Regions from separate parts of the Danio rerio genome. Here region 2 is linked to region 1. A link is a contact called in public Hi-C data. All regions are on one chromosome and are shown on one strand. Each heading gives the region's core, a stretch centred on a gene start, on an enhancer-like site or on the middle of the called end of the contact. The rest is flanking DNA. Distances are from core to core; before and after follow the strand shown.

Region 1 (4,030 bases), core at 751-3,250:
TGTACAAGGTCAGATCACTGTGTACCAGTGTGGGTTTCTGGAGGACTAAAATCATGCCATTGTCTACAAAAACACACATTTAGTTAAACAGATGAATGCTGCCACCATCTGGCAGAATGTAAATATAGTCCATCCAGACAGCATCTTAGCTTCCATAACAGGCATGCCCAAAACTCAGTCCTGGAGGGCCGGTGTCCTGCAGAGTTTAGCTCCAACTTGCTTCAACACACTTGCCTAAAAGTTTCTAGTATGCTATTTAAAGCTTGATTAGCTTGTTCAGTCAAGTTTAACTAGGGTTGGAGCTTAATTCTCCAGGACTCCGGCCCTCCAGGACCGAGTTTGGGCACCACTGGTCTATAATAATGATTGCCGAAGTGCTGTGACAGATTGATCTATCTTTTGGTCCACAGCCATAATGTAACTATGTAATAATGTTCATCATTTCCTCACCGATGAAGACCCAGGCGCTGTTTTTATAGACTGAATGCCAGGACACAGTCTCTTTGATGCCCAGCTGAGCTTCTCTTTCATTCAGTTCATTGATCAGCTTCACTTTGGTCAGTGGACTACATTTAATGAAGAAAAAAAAAAAACAGAAAAAAAGACAGATAATGAATATATGTTTGCTTGTTCATTCATTTTGTGGGCCACAATATGTCATTTTGTTTATTATTCTGTTATGGTGACTAAACCAAAATATGAGAAAATGCAGTATATTCAGGATTAGGGCTGCACAATATATTGCTTTAACATCGATATCGCAATGTACAAATATGCAATAGTCACACTGCAGCATCCGCAGTGTTGAGTTGTGATTACAATGACCAGGAATTACATTTCAGAACATAATTTTTGGAGTCATCGCAAATTTGAATCCTAACAGAGTGAAAGATTTTCATTTGGATGCGTTTTAAGGAACTGTGACAAGTGAAAGTAAACCAAGAAATTTTAGTTTTATAGTTTAGAGATTTAACAAAGAATAAAATTGTTTCTAGTTACTACAATTAATACAATATAATGTTATTTGATTAATGTTAGTTTAATATTCTTAGACTCCACAGAAAACCATAAAACACAAAACAAACAAACACATTCTACTGCATTTATCTATGCTTACAAATTGTTTATAATGTTTCATGCAAATATTTGAATTGTTTACACAGAGTTATTTAGGTAATCTTTTGTGAAATCATATTTATATCGCAATGTATATTGCAGAAAACTAAAAACCGCAATGTCATTTTTTTTACCCAATGTCGTGAACCCCTATTCAAGATTCATTATGACTTTGACACTTTTTACAGCCTAAAATCTTTAAAAATTAAAGATGTCAACACAATAAACATTGATGTATATGGTTTTGTTATGCAAGTCAATAGTTTTGTCCCACTGATAACATTTCTTCTATATTCAACATACAATGTAAACTGATAATTGGTCACAAAAGATTATCGTTTTCGTAAAGGAATCATACATGTTTATATTCATTTTTAGACAACACAATACCAATGTTTTAAATAACGACGAGTTAAGAAATCTGAATTTAGTAGACAAAAATTGACTTTATATCACAACAAAGTAAAATGATTATTATTCTGACCAGTTGTAAGCTTATGAAAAAAGATATACTTTAATGAGTTGATAAAACTAAAAATGATTTCTCAATAACAAGTAAATAACAATTGAACAACGTTCCACGACAAAACATTTCTATTATAAAAAATATTTTAATTATATTATTATTCCAGTAAAACACATGTAACTGAATGTTAATGTTTAATGTAACAGTTTTCGTTTATATTTATGCTAGCTTTAGCTGTTGCTGCAAACCAGAGGCTTCTGGCTGTATCGACATTTCATTCCATGACTGAATAGTCTAATTAAATTCTCAAACGTACAAGAAACACGGTATAACAAATGTATTGAAAATATTTTAATCAAACGCAAACATTTAACTCATCACTTACTTCATTTTGGTGAATCGAAGTCACTCCGGAAATAGTTTCTTTTTCGCAGTCCACACGTGGTGCCATTGTCTTCCGGTTTAGACAAAAGGATTGTGGGATGTGTATTTGACTGACTGTCCATACGGCGTTTTTGTAGTAAAACCATGCTAATTGCAAAGTAGCTAAATTATTTCGCTAAATCATTAAAACAGTGGTAAATAATAAAAAAAATGAACAAAAAACAAATAAACAAACAAACAAACGAACGAATCATGCTTACAACACTGCTAAAAATTAATAGTTTCTGTCAGTTTGATTGAATTATAGCCTACATTTTCCTCAGTTTAGAGGCTTAAATGGTTGAATTAGCAAAAATTTCAGCAATATTTACTGCATTTTTGTTATTTTGTACCTTAAACAGGCTCTAAAGGAAACAAAGAGAAAACTAGATGTGATGATTAACTTAATGTCTTCATAAAAATAGGCTATAGCATCATATTTGACAGAAATGATTTATCAAAATAAACAATTCTTTGTTGAAAAGCTTTATTAGAAATATCATGGAAAATTCTAACATTTATCAAACCAATCAACCAAGATGTTTAATCAATAGGGTTTTTCAGCCAAAGATAAACATCCGGTGAAAGCTTAATGTGACTATTTTCAGTTTCATAAGGTTCCTTTCACAGCATCGATGTTGTAATGTAATAACACTTTCAGTTAAATAGACTTAAGCATTCATTCAGTTGTTCAAGAGTAACAAGATAAAAGACCGTGTACAGATAGCGCCGTCAAGATCAGCAGGCTGCAGAAACTTCATACCAGAAAATACTGGGGTAAACATGTTGGGGGAAATGTCATTTAAATCAGTGATTCTTGTCCGGTCTGAAACCCACATATCGAATATCTAACACGCAGTAAAGATCACTAATTTTCAAAGAAATCAGACCTTAAATGTGGCAATTTTATAACAGAAAGACACTGAAAGCCCTGGGGCTGCCTTACTAAAATTAAAAGTCAGTGTACATATACCCCATCAGCACAGCAGGCCTCTGATTTAATTTAATTGCACACAACAATTTAACTTACAGAGCTTTCATCATAAAATTAGCCCCAAAATGTTATCTTACTAATAAAGACAGATTATTTTGAGGTATAATGACATGTGACTCTTATGTAAGCAATATACTATTGTGAAATATTGATTTCCCTTTGTGGCCATATAAAATAACACAAATGTTCCAAACTAGGATTTACACTGCATAATTTATTTTCTAGGATTTTTTTTTTGGCATGTTTCTAGTCCAAATATCAAAAAATTACTCTTATATCAAGAAGCATTTTCTAGGTAAGCAAAACATATTGTCTTGTTTTGAGAAATAATATGCCAATATTAAGTGATTTTTTCCTTAAAACAAGCTAAATAATCTGCCGATGGGGTGAGCAAAATAATCTTGTTTCTCCTTTTGACATAAGATTTTTTTTTACCCCATTGGCAGACTATTTTGCTTGGGACTTGTTCTTTTTATAGAAGTTAGGGTTAATTACAAGTAAAGTTTGACAAAAAATTGGGTTTCTCTTGTTGATGTACATTAAGCTTTTTTCATGCTAAGCATTTTAGAATGTCCCCTCATCGATAATTGTAAAATCTTAAAGGCAACAGTGATATGCAAAATGTCTGTCTTCTTTCCTGTCTTTTAATAACTGCTAGTTCAAGAATAAGCAAAATAATGTTACCTTGTTGTTGTTGTTTATGAAAAAAACTTGATTGCCAACCTTTCTCTGTTTGAGTTTAACAAAAGTTAATCCCATAATTTGCTCAGGAGTCATGGGGTGTAGAAAACAGGCTGATCGAGTAGTTTCTTTTTGAAGTAAGTAGTTTCTTTTTTCAAGTAATTGTTTAGCATTAATCTCCTAGGACTTAGTGGCCACATACGTGGACAGTACATTTTAGCCCTTAAGTGGCTATTTAAAATACTTTGAATGTTTTATATTTTGTCACAGACAGTGTCATCCTGCAACTGTTTTGCAGCATATGAAATGTCCCAAACACTATTTTTAACTGTCCAAAATGGGGAAAAAAT
Region 2 (4,030 bases), core at 412-2,911, 220 kb before region 1:
GGTTGCACTGAGGGGCCTACAAACAAATTCTGCTCAGGGCTCCCGAAAGCTTGGGCCGGCTCTGTCATAACTGGTTAGTTTAGTTCAGGACTTGTAATGAAAAAATGAAAATTGTCATCATTTACTTACCTTTAACCTTATTTGAGTTTCTTTATTCTGTTAAACCTAAAAGAAGATATTTTGAAGAATGCTGGTTGCTGGCACCCAATGATTTCAATAGTACTTTTTCTCATTAAGGAAATCGATGTGTGCCAGCAAGCAGCATTCTTGAAATTATCTTCTTATGTGTTCAAGAAAAGAAAACTCATCAAGGGTTAAAAACCTCACAAGGGAGAGTAAATAATTATATTATATAATACTTTTTGGGTGAACAATCCCTTTAACAGACATTTTAAATATTCCTGCTGAAAGAAAAATAAACGTGAAATATTCTCTACACATTAATGCACTATGCTCATACCTTCTCATTATGAAGCTGCTTTAACCTTTTTAAAGAAGGCTTGTCTTTCGACTCTTGCTTCGCCTCTTTCGTCTTGTTTTGCAAAGACATCCATTGGATCCCTTCTCCCTCTCTTGTCTCAGGTTCTGCATCTGTTTCACCACAAAATGGAGAAAGAGGGGTTTAAATTTAAATCCTAACATAAAATATTTGAAGAGCTTGAAAGGTGCTTTACCTTCAGATTTTCTCTTGGCTCCTTTCTTTTTCTTTCGAGCGGCTTTCACTGACTCTGTAGCCTGTTTCTGCTCCTCATCACTTGCTTCTCCTTCTTCAGCATCATCTTCATTTGGTCTGGAATCCAGAGATGTGTCCTCTTGTGTTTCTCTGCCAAAATATCTAATTCCGGACAGCTGATCTGAGCTGTCCTTGCTCTGAGATTTTCCTACCTGCGAGAAGAATTACACAATAATTAGCAGTCATTAAATTAGCATGTTGATATTTAAAAATATTTAAATGGGGTTTACTCACCCTTTACTTGTTTCAAACCTTAATGAGTTTTTTTCTTCTGTTTCAACACAAAAGCAGATACTTTGAAGAAAGCTGAAAACCTGTAACCATTTACTCCCATAGTACTTGTTTTTCTTACTGTTAAAGTCAATGGTTCTTTTCAGCTTTCTTGAAAATATCTTCTTAAGTGTTCAACAAAATAAAGAAACTCGTAAAGATTTGAAACCACTTGAGAGTGCGTAAATAATGAGTACATTCAGATTGTTGGGTGAACTATCCCTTTAATATCTGAAATTACATGACATATGGTGTGCAACCGAGAACAAACTGTAAAATTCAAAACGTTTAAAACGTCTAATAGTATTTATAATATTACTACTGTGTACGAACACTCTTTTTGCGCTACTTGGGTTTACTTGCATTAGCATTAGCATTCCCATAGAGATTCAATGGAAAATGAAAACACATGTTAGCCATGTGGGAGCATTTCAGGTTGAAAACTACACATTGCTTTGTATTTACGAAACAACAGCCTAATAGACATGAGCTCTATTGTGTACTTTACATCAGACCTACCTTAAATCGCTCTGCATCTTTTGCAAACCTTTTTAAATCAAACTTTGCTCCAGACCCAAGCTTTCTAAACAAGTCAAAGGCGTCCATTGATGCTGAGTACAGACACGACTAGTCGATCGCGATTTCATTATTAACGTACATTCGGCGTTTGATTATTTCGCCTTCTTATTTTTTTCATTTCTTGTTCACAAGAGAGCGCTGTTTCCTTTTTAATAAACACACAGGCCAGAAGGTATTTATGGAAGTCATTTAAATGTTTTTTCTTCTACTTTTCTTTTCCTTTAATAATACATTTGTGTAACTGCCAATAATATATATATATATATTATTATATATATACATACATACATGTACATGGTCATTTATGATAACACTAGTCTATATTAAAATGATAAATGAAATTATATTATGGTACACTTGTGGATTTATAAAAGTATGCAAGCATATACACTTTCTTTTGGAATATATTTTAATATTTTGTAAGAAATTATTCAACTGAAACATTGCAATTATGTATTTTTATATTGATTTTAATTCTCTTAAGCTCAATTATATATTGATTATAGTTCAACTCAATTCAGTTTGGGTTTATTTCTATAGCACTTTTACAATGCAGATTGTGTGAAAGCAGCTTAACATAGAAGTTCTGGTAAATTGAAACAGTGTCAGTCCAGTTTTCAGAGTTGAAGTTCAGTTTAGTTGGTTAAATTTTCCCTGCTAAAAGTCCAAACACTAAAGAGCAAATCCATTGATGAGCAGCTCCACAAGTCCCAAACCAAGCAAGCCATGATGACAGTGGTGAGCAACAAAAATTCTCAAATTGATGAAAGTGAAGGGAAAAAAATCTGAAACCAAGCTCAGTAGGGGACGGCCATTTCTCCTCTGGCAAAACTTCTTGTGCTCAGCTGCAGTCTATGCGCCGGAGGCTGGAGAACACTACATCTATTGTGGAGAGGCTGCAGGTGTGAGCAGGTCACCGGTGGTTGTACAGGCTGGCCCAAAAGATCAATGCGGAGACTGGTCAGTCACTGGGTCTTTCAGGAATCAGTCTTATGCTCTCTCCTCTCATGACCACCACAGCATCTGCTCAGGATTAGGCCTGGTTCAGGATTATGGAGACCTCAAAGTTGGCATCATCTTTTCACAGGACTTGAATAGGCTAAATTAATAGCTAAATATGTATTTATTCCTCTAGCAAGCTTGTCTATTTTAGGAGAATGTTTCTTAATAAACTGTCGGATAGTTTTTGGTTACCAAAAAAACAAAAAAGACCTACAAAGAATGTTCTCTCTCATTTTGGCCCCGAAAATGAAATTATATGGGAACTTTGGAAAACTTTCACTGTTTGCTGATTTAACCTAACCAGCAAACATACAAAAGATGTGTTGCGATGCAAAGAAGGTTTTTATTATCACAAACTTGTCTATTTCATTGATTCCATATATGAAGCGAGCGAAAGAGTGAAAGCCAGAGAGAGTTTACACACCGCATTCCAGAGCCATAGATCATTAACAGAAATAAACGTCTTCCTATGACAGAAGGAAATCGAGCTTTCAGTCACATGAGAAAACTTTTCTGTATAGTCGTTACTGACTGCACGCCTCTGGGGATCATGGTCTTCAAGCTGGTCAAGTCAAAAGCAGAAATGAAATTACGTAATAGTACAGTATGAAGTAATCCAGCAGATGCACATGTATCTGTATACAATTAAATAATAATAATATTAATAATATGAAAAAAGTGTCAGATAAAGTATTAAAGTTTATCTGAGAGTAATCAGATTAAACTACATAGCCTGTCACAGGTATCACATACTGTATATAGACCTATAGGTTTACAGGATGTGCACATGCTATATATGGGTTTTACTTCTGCTTTTTTTTCTCCATCAGCTTTGCCACTTAGCTACATTACTTCCTGTTACAGCATAACATAATACTAGGGGAGTTTGGGAGAATGGGTTTCATTTCTGTGTATGAAGCTGTGCGGCTGGAGGCACATTGTAAGTGTTCTGCTCTAATCTTTTCTGTTCTGTTATGTTCTGTTTAAATGAATGAATGAAAACAGATTTTTTTAAGACGAAAATGATAATTAAATGTAAATTATATGCCAAATGGCTACATATTTATCACACACTGTAATTCCACTAGTTTTGAAAAGTTCTGAATTTATCAAATTCTATTTATCAAAATACTTATTTCATTTTATTTATTAATATTATTTTATTTTCTAGCCAACTGCTTATTTTAAGCACTATCTCGGCTCTACAAGTGTCACAAACAACACGTTTCTGCTGCTCGTGTCCGTGTTGCTGGAATGAAGTATTTCAGGTTGCGCTATAAGATTCTTTGTTATGCTTGTGAGAGGAACAGTTTGTTTCATCATTGTACAGTAATCATGATAGCATCAAACTTTTGATATATTTTAATGACATCATATGTTTATATGTCTTAAAGATTTATTCATTAATTTCACATATTTAAACAATAGCTTCGGTTTCCCCTAAAC

What was found. A called contact is a pair of places that touch in the nucleus more often than the background predicts.
Region 2: a contact with region 1 is called in a Hi-C map of an unstated tissue, with 2.5 times the contacts expected there. The contact joins the promoter of ddx52 here to the promoter of rbmx2 in region 1. A contact is called at or near these places in 2 of 18 Hi-C or Micro-C datasets (caudal fin and an unstated tissue) and 1 of 4 datasets of contacts at active chromatin or transcription factors (embryo).

What each region holds. Positions count from the first base shown.
Region 1 is chr21:41,942,210-41,946,239 of GRCz12tu, reverse strand. It overlaps rbmx2 (RNA binding motif protein X-linked 2), which reads right to left and starts at 2,000. Exons shown (of 7, transcript NM_001025166.1): 1 at 1,968-2,000; 2 at 451-566. The coding sequence starts at 1,972. LOC141379897 (a long non-coding RNA gene) reads left to right here and starts at 2,062. Exons shown (of 4, transcript XR_012396860.1): 1 at 2,062-3,294; 2 at 3,770-3,817.
Region 2 is chr21:42,160,838-42,164,867 of GRCz12tu, reverse strand. It overlaps ddx52 (DEAD (Asp-Glu-Ala-Asp) box polypeptide 52), which reads right to left and starts at 1,661. Exons shown (of 15, transcript NM_001044315.2): 1 at 1,523-1,661; 2 at 675-885; 3 at 461-591. The coding sequence starts at 1,609. It overlaps tlr22 (toll-like receptor 22), which reads left to right and starts at 3,475. Exons shown (of 2, transcript NM_001128675.2): 1 at 3,475-3,524.